2 separate regions of the Zea mays genome follow, and region 1 is linked to region 2. A link is a contact called in public Hi-C data. All regions are on one chromosome and are shown on one strand. Each heading gives the region's core, a stretch centred on a gene start, on an enhancer-like site or on the middle of the called end of the contact. The rest is flanking DNA. Distances are from core to core; before and after follow the strand shown. Region 1 has its middle 25 kb from the start of LOC103644775. Region 2 has its middle 66 kb from the start of LOC103637641.

Region 1 (3,771 bases), core at 452-2,951, 130 kb after region 2:
AGTTGGAGTAAAATGCTAAGTTCAGTTTTGTTACAGATTTGAAGTTTGCTGAAAATAACATCAACTAGCTGTTTTTGGGCCTTCATAACTTTTGATTTATAAACATTTTGAAGGTAGACATTGAAACAAGGTTGTAGAGCTACACTAGGGATACAAATTTTCTTAGGGAACCAGGTCCTAAAACCATGTGCAACTGAGTGTAAAACTGGTCCAAAGTAGGGCTGTAATACTTGTGGAGATTCAGACTTGGTGCAATCTCTGAAACTGAAGATTTTATATTCTGAAGCAACTTTGGAGGCCTGTTAGTGGCTGATACATACAACTATGGGTTAAAGTTTATGTACCAAAGTGAAATACCACATGTTGGTGTATAAGTTTGGTTAAAGGTTATGCCCCTAAAGATGTATGGAACTGCGAGAAACAATGGCCCAAAGATGCAATGTGCTGTTCTGGATTTCAGACTTAGTGAAAAACCAGAACCTAAAACTGTGTGTTTTGGTGCAATTTGGAAACCCTTTTCAGTTTAATCCATAGAGTTGTGAGCCATACTCCTTGTGTCAAAGTTGAAGAGTGTATATCAGTGAACAAGTTCCTTTAGGGAGGGTTGGCTTGGTACTGCATAGAAAATGAAGTAAGCGTTGTCCAATGTTGGACTGTCAGTTTGCAGAAATTGAATTTTATTCAGTCCATTGAAAACTGAAATTGCAGTGTTTGGTGCTCTGTTGGAGCACATTTGTGACCATTCCATCAGGTTTAGACTATGGATTATATAGAAAAGTTGGAGACCAAGTATTAGTGAACCACTTTACTTAGGGGTGCTTAGCTCGATGCTACACAAAGTTAGGAGTAAATCTGTTCCAAAGTGCTTCCTGTCAGCTTCTTGTTTTCAGTTCACTGAAAACGACATTCAGTGGATTGGGTTCACTTTGAGCATGTGTAACTTTTATTCTATGTAAATTCGGTTTTAGATTGTTGTGGTGACCTGGCAGTGCCATGGTTGGGGAGCAGATTTCATGTTTAGAAAACTTTCAGTTCCTAGAAAGATCTACGATAACTCGAGAAAATTCAGAGTTGGAAGAAAAGGAGAGTGCTGCAATTTCAGGTTCAATTCGGTCCATTGAATGTTCGGAAACAATTTGCTCTTCTCAGCATCGGGCTCCTGTAACTTTCAAATCTGCAAACTTGCGGTCGATTTTCAGCACAACAAACTAGGAGAGATATTGTTGGGGAGCAAATTTTATTAAACAATACACCTCTGAATTCGTTTGGAACTAGGAGAAATTTGTGCTTCAGTTTGTGATGTCCAGATTTGGATCTAAAACTGAACTATGTTCAGTTTGGAGGAGGGGTTCGGTTCTATACAATGGGCAGATTCAGAAAACTGAAGTCGAGTTTCAGTGATTTCTAGCTAACTTTGGTGCTCTCCTGTGTTGGATCAGTGAAGAATTCCATCATGGTTATTATACCAAAGTGAAAGAGCATCGATCAGTGTACGACTTTGATTAAGGACGATTTACATGTTGCTTAGAAATTATCAGAGTAAAATTCGTTTGAAATTGGGCTGTCAGGCCGGCTGGGAACTAAGTTTCAGTTCTCTGATCGATGGTTGGGCACGCATGCTGCTGTCCACCTATTTGCCTCCTGTGTGGACACCGCTAAATCCAAACTTTTGCCGCTTAACTGAAGCTAGTTTTGCTTGCGCCACTCCATCGCAGCCACATATCCAAACTCGACCGGTGCTGGCTCTATCGTGCTCCTTCCACTGTGATAAGGATAGCCACGTGTAACTTCGTGCTCCTTCCGGTACATACACGACGTGCATTCCTGGCCCTAGCATCTTCCCTGTAACGCTTGCCTCACTTCGTCTCTCCCAGCCGCCCTCTAACTTTCTTGTCACGGACGTCTCTTTCACTGCTCATCCTTCTTCTTCCAGCCATCGGTCTCACCACTCGCCTCCAGCTCTTTTACCCTCCAGCAGTCGTCTCCTGCCATCAGCCAGGCATGCGCAACCCATACAGTAGCAGTTTCAGCGAAGCGCATCAGTCATGCCTCAATGTTGGACCTCCACTTCCACTCCCTCTCTTTGGTCGAGCTTCACCTGTTCGCCGATCAGGCTGCACGTCGTCCTCTCCACGTCCTGCAACTTGATCGATGCTTGTAGCCACATCCACAGCCGCTACGACTTCGTCGCAGTCTCCTCGTGACGCACTCTGTGACGGAACCTTCCAAGTCATTAGACTCACCTACAGTTGTCTTTGTCTAACAGACATCAGACAACCCTGTAGATGTTCCTGAATCACTTGATAAGTTTGGTATCTTTCCTTACCTTTCCAGGAACGTTTCACCCGTCTTGCAGACATTACAGAACATCGGAGATATCAAAATGCAGAAGTGATTACATAAACTTACATTTATTTAAAAAGTAAGATTAAGTTGTTTATACAGACCAGAAAATATAAACGAGTGCAGAGTAATATTATTACATAACCAAGGGGGCAAAAACTCCCCCCGATGAGTTTTACATAAAAGTTTTCCTATGGAGGACCAAGTCCTCCCGCATCTTTACTCTTGCTTTTCCTCCTGAGAAACCACCTTGGTACAGAAGCAACAGAAATCTGCTACTTCCTCACCTAAAAACAATGAGGGAATAAACCCTGAGTATGAGATTACTCAGCAAGTCTTACCCGACTAAAGAAAAGACTCTCAAGGGTATGCTGGTTATCAGGGAGTCAAGGAGAGGTTTCTCAATGATCAAAGACTCTTGTTTGCATAAATGCTTACTAAAAGTGGATCCTTAAAAATCCAGTTGTATTATCAAGTTAGGTAAGATTACCTACATCTAGAGTTATTTCTACTCTAGTTCAAACACTTGTCCTACACTAGCCAATTTCTCATCAAATCCCTTTAACTTTAGTGGAATTCTACGTATAAGTCAGTGACCAAGTCTCCATAACCGCGGAGGTACGGCGATCTGAATCGATTATACTCAGCTGAGGATCTCCGATCACACGACATATGTAGCACTTAACCCTTGCATATGTCAACCCGCCACCAGGGTTCTTAAGACCAGATCAGGTTCACGCAAACCGAGAGCAAAGATACACCACCGTCCAGCCTCTTGCCACGGAGGGTACACGCTACTCTCGCCACCGCTCCACACCCATTTCGTGTTATCTTATTCTGGCCTTAGTCTGCCCGAGGCAAGGCTTACCCATGACGAGGCATGTGACCAGTTAAAGGGTCCTCGGTCAGCAGGCCTACATCGACAAGGTCCTTAATCGACTCAGACAGAGACACTACACCGAGACTCTCTTCTCGTGCAAGTCACCCGCCCGGTCTCAGCTTAATCATTTCAACCCAAGGTTTGGTACCTGACAGAGGTACATCTTTTCCGGATGTTGAACCCATCACGGCCATGATGGATCCACCATAAAGTTTTATTTTCGAAAACATCCCACCCACTTTTGCCACATCATATTTTGTAAAAACAAAACATTTTGTTTTTCTAAAGCAAGGCTAAGTGAAAGTCGCCTAAAGGGGGGTGAATAGGGCGAAACTGAAATTCTCAAAAATAATCACAACTATAAGTCGGGTTAGCGTTAGAAATATAATCGAGTCCGCGAGAGAGGGTGCAAAACAAATCGCAAGCGAATAAGGAGTGAGACACGTGGATTTGTTTTACCGAGGTTCGGTTCTCGCAAACCTACTCCCCGTTGAGGTGGTCACAAAGACCAGGTCTCTTTCAACCCTTTCCCTCTCTCAAACGGTCCC
Region 2 (4,051 bases), core at 108-2,607:
TATCCGTTTGCCCACTACACATACAAAATATTTAAATCCAGCAAATTCAAACATGATATCATATTTGTCCAACAAACAAATTTAAATATGATAAAAACATAAAGTCATACAGAATCTGTCCAGCAAATTCAAACATGATATCATATTTGTCCAGCAAATATAAAATTGTCTAGCAAAATCAGATCTGAGCTTCCTCTTTGATCCTGATGAAGCAGGCGGCCAGGCACGTAGGGAGTCAGCGATGCAGGGAGCCAGGGACTGAGGACAAGCTACGCAGGGAGTCAGCGATGCAGGGACTGAGGACGAGCTGGAGATCTGCGCTCTGTGCCCGGGAGCCGCGCAGGGAGCCAGGGACCCGGACCGGTAGGGGGCAGCGACTGCGGGGGTCTGGGAGAGGTGAGATGGAGTGGGCGGTGGCGGTAGGAGTGGCCGAGTGGGAGAGGACAGAGGAGGAGAGAATGAGATCGGAGAATGGACTGGCCGAGCGAGGGCTTCGCTAGATTGATGGAAGCATGGAGATTGGAGAACGGTTGTGGCCTTGTGGGCTGTGGCGATGTGGCCCATGGGCCTGCGGGACGGGTGTAATTTTAACGGATATTCGGGTAATTGGGTATGGATATTGATTTTTCCTATCTGTTTTAAAAATATCCACGGATATCAAGTGCTACTCGTATCTGTATCCATGTATACAGACTCGTACCCAAAACTGTGTCCAACAGATTTTTTATCCGCGGGTACGCGGATAAATGACATCCATTGCCATCCATAATCGGTCCACCGCTCGCATAAGGAGCTGAGCGGCGCGGGGGTGGCGAGACACGGGCCAGGTAACTGATCCGGCCCAGCCCACGTGCGCGCGCGTGCTCCCCGCGCACCGTCGCTGCAGGATCAGCACGGCATGGGCTCGCCTGATGCGATGCGTTGTCGGTGGCGTGTGGCGTATGCCGGGCCCCGGCCCACGGGGCCTCTCTCCGATCTCCTTCTCTGGCTCCGGCGCGAATGAGCGCGGTTGCTTTGCCCCGTCCGCGCTGCTTATCGGGTCGGGGGATGCGAGGACCTGGTGGCAGGCACCACACCAGGGAGGCAGTCCGTTGCGCCGCGTCGCTAGCTCGCAGTCGCAGGTCGCAGCGCCTCGCTTCGGCACACGGATCACGCACGCACAGGAAGGAATTGAACGAGCCAGGAAAAGCCGGAGTGGCTAAGCCAAGCTGGCTTTTACCGGAGCCGCGGAGCGGGATGGACCGGCCGTCTCTTTCTGCTCATGTTTCCTTCGCCCTGCTCTTTCTTTCCATATGGTTCACACAACGCTGCGCTGAAAACGGCGTGGATGTTAGCTACCTTGCCACCGGGAGATTGTGTGGATGCCATACTTGCAGCTGCCTCAGACAAACAAGGGAACGCATACAGTTAGTAGAAACTCTGGAACGTCTTGATTGACCAATCATAAATTGGACTAGCTAGTAGCTACAACGCTTTCAGACGCCTTTTTTTTTCTTTACACTCATTCTCACGATGGTCCAATAATTTTTGGAAACTAACTAGAGTCCAGCTAGCAAGACATGATATCGTAGTCTTTGGAAAAGATCGAACGAGCGGAGCAGCTGTAACTCTCGCTCGCCCACCACCACAGGATCGCCGAGGCAATGGCCGACGTCGCCGTCGTGAATCCACAGCCACGCGGACGCCGCCGCCTCCAGTAATCTTTGCTTGTGTGATGCTGCTGTAAAGGTGCTTGATCTGATTGCTGGATCAAGAAGCAATCTATAGCATTGGTTTTTCTCCACTGCGCTACTACTCCATGGACCGCACTCCAGAGTCCAGACAGTTGTCCCTATGATCCTAGGGTATGTACAACTGTGCGTAATAGGGGTGGATGTTCGGCTTATCCAAAAATTTCGGGTCGAATAATTTGGGTATTTTAAATTTTGGATTTTGAGAATCGATACCCGAAATTACAATGGGTTAGGTACTCGGAATTTCGGGTTCGGGTTCGGTATTCCCGAACTACCCGAATTATTGTGTTGGCTTCATAAAAACACATACACCCTATTAAATTAATATAAAAATATAGTTTGAATAATAATATACATGGACATATAAAACACAAGCAATTTACAATCAAAAGTTATGCACACTTACATATAATTATAGATGTACAAATTAATAATTAAGCATGACATGAGTACATGACACATGAAAGTTCGGGTATTTCGGGTACCCGACTGTGATACCCGAATTATCCCGAAATAAATTCGGGTTATGCAAGTTGCTACCCGAAATTTCCAAACAAAAATTGGGTTTCGGGTATTTCGAGTTTGGGTTCGGGTATTCCGGTTTCGGGTTTCGGGTTACGGGTTTTTTGCTCAGCCCTAGTGCATACAAACACTGTGCTCTCGATGTGCGTGTAAAGCTATATGCAGTAGTCTACTCATGATTTATCTAAAAACACTGGTTTACACTATTCTGTATTGTAGTTCGCAGAGTGGAGTTTAAATATAAGTATAGAGATAGGTAAGCTACTGAAGATAGTCTAATAACACACATAAACAGTTGCGTATACATGGTCTTGTTTCAATTTCATACGCTGCTTTGCATGATCCAAGCGTTTGCAACTTCCCGTATGACTCAGAGGCTATGACCATCAGATTATGTATATGGCCGATTGGCTGTGCAAAATAATATTTTTTATTATAGACTATACTATTTATAAAGTGAAATTTAAAATAAAAGTTGAGAATAAGTTACTGGAGATAGCCTAAGAAGTATGCATTCCCTCCAAGGTGTTTAGCTGTTTTATGCTAAAATTCTCCATATCCTAAAAATGACAAACTTTGTCAAGTATGTACTAACAGTTACTCCCTCCATCCTCAATTATAATTTATTTGACTTTTTTGCCACATTTGACGGTCTCGTACTATTCATTTTTTGCGAAAAAATGAAAAATTAAAAGCCATATTTAAAGTATACTAGTCGGTTGCCCGTGCGTTACGACGGCTTACAACAATACCTACATAAACTATCCACCAAAAAAATCTCAAGATTTTTTATTGATTGTCTCCGCTCTCCGTATAATATTTTCTTGATTTGGCTAACTGATGTTATTGTTTACTCCATCTAATATATCTTGGTACAACACGACCAAATGAAGTGAGCGATTAGAAGAGAGTTCACAACGACTGACTGAACGAACATAGATTATAGAATGACATAATTCCACCATACAGAGACCAAATAAGAGAAAGTTTGTGAGCTCAAGTTTTTAAAATAAGTCACATGAACTCAAACTTATAAAAAAGATAGATCAAAATATGGAGTGGTTGCTAAAGTCAGGCATCAATAAAAACTGGATGCGCTCCATATAAATTATGCTACTTCGTAGCAATTACTAACGCTTAAAACCAACAAGTAACCTTTCATTTTACTGTTAGTTTCATTTTACTGTTAGTGTGACAAATCATTGTTGCTCCATCCAATTTAGCAACCTCAAACACCATGGAGTCCATTGCGCCAATGTGGTCTCAGAAACGACCTAATGCTTGCAAGAGCCAAGAACGTCGTGTCGTGCTTGGGCTGTAGACTCGGCTCGTAGTGCTGGCCCGGCCCGACACGATTATATTTTTTATTTTACAAAAAACGTATATACATATATACAATTTATATTCAATATTAAAAACATCTAAGCATGATGTTATACTGGTTAGATAGCTTCACTCAATGTCACCCGTCCTTCTTCTATCAGGGCATGGGTTTGAACCCCACTTCCTGCACCGTTTTTTTAACATTTTACGCTGATTTAATCAAATGAGTCGGTGGGCCGGCCCCGCATAGTCAGCAGGCCGGCATGACGTGCCTAGGCCAGAGCTATGGCCCACGGGCGTCTGGCCCGTACCCGGGCCACCGTTTGGCCATCTATAGGCGTGCAACAGGTTAATTTGAAATAGCTGCGAGAGGTTATTTGTAAAAAAATGACGCGGGACGACCGTTGAAACTGGTGCTTTAAGTATAGTAGATTATATGCTAGACAATATCACAGTAAAAATTAATAATAATT

What was found. Hi-C and Micro-C count contacts between places; a contact is called where the count stands out from the background.
Region 1: a Hi-C map of leaf shows a contact between it and region 2, with 6 times the contacts expected there. The contact joins two enhancer-like sites. A contact is called at or near these places in 3 of 25 Hi-C or Micro-C datasets (ear, leaf and tassel).

The regions. Positions count from the first base shown.
Region 1 is chr1:91,341,845-91,345,615 of Zm-B73-REFERENCE-NAM-5.0, forward strand. No RefSeq gene overlaps it. Among protein-coding and RNA genes, the nearest start is that of LOC103644775, 25 kb to the right of the region's middle. Within about 2 kb of position 1,702, at least 5 of the 20 cell types and tissues checked have an H3K27ac peak or open chromatin away from gene starts, as enhancers often do. A contact at or near this core is called in leaf, where this site is marked.
Region 2 is chr1:91,213,769-91,217,819 of Zm-B73-REFERENCE-NAM-5.0, forward strand. No RefSeq gene overlaps it. Among protein-coding and RNA genes, the nearest start is that of LOC103637641, 66 kb to the left of the region's middle. Within about 2 kb of position 1,358, at least 19 of the 20 cell types and tissues checked have an H3K27ac peak or open chromatin away from gene starts, as enhancers often do. A contact at or near this core is called in leaf, where this site is marked.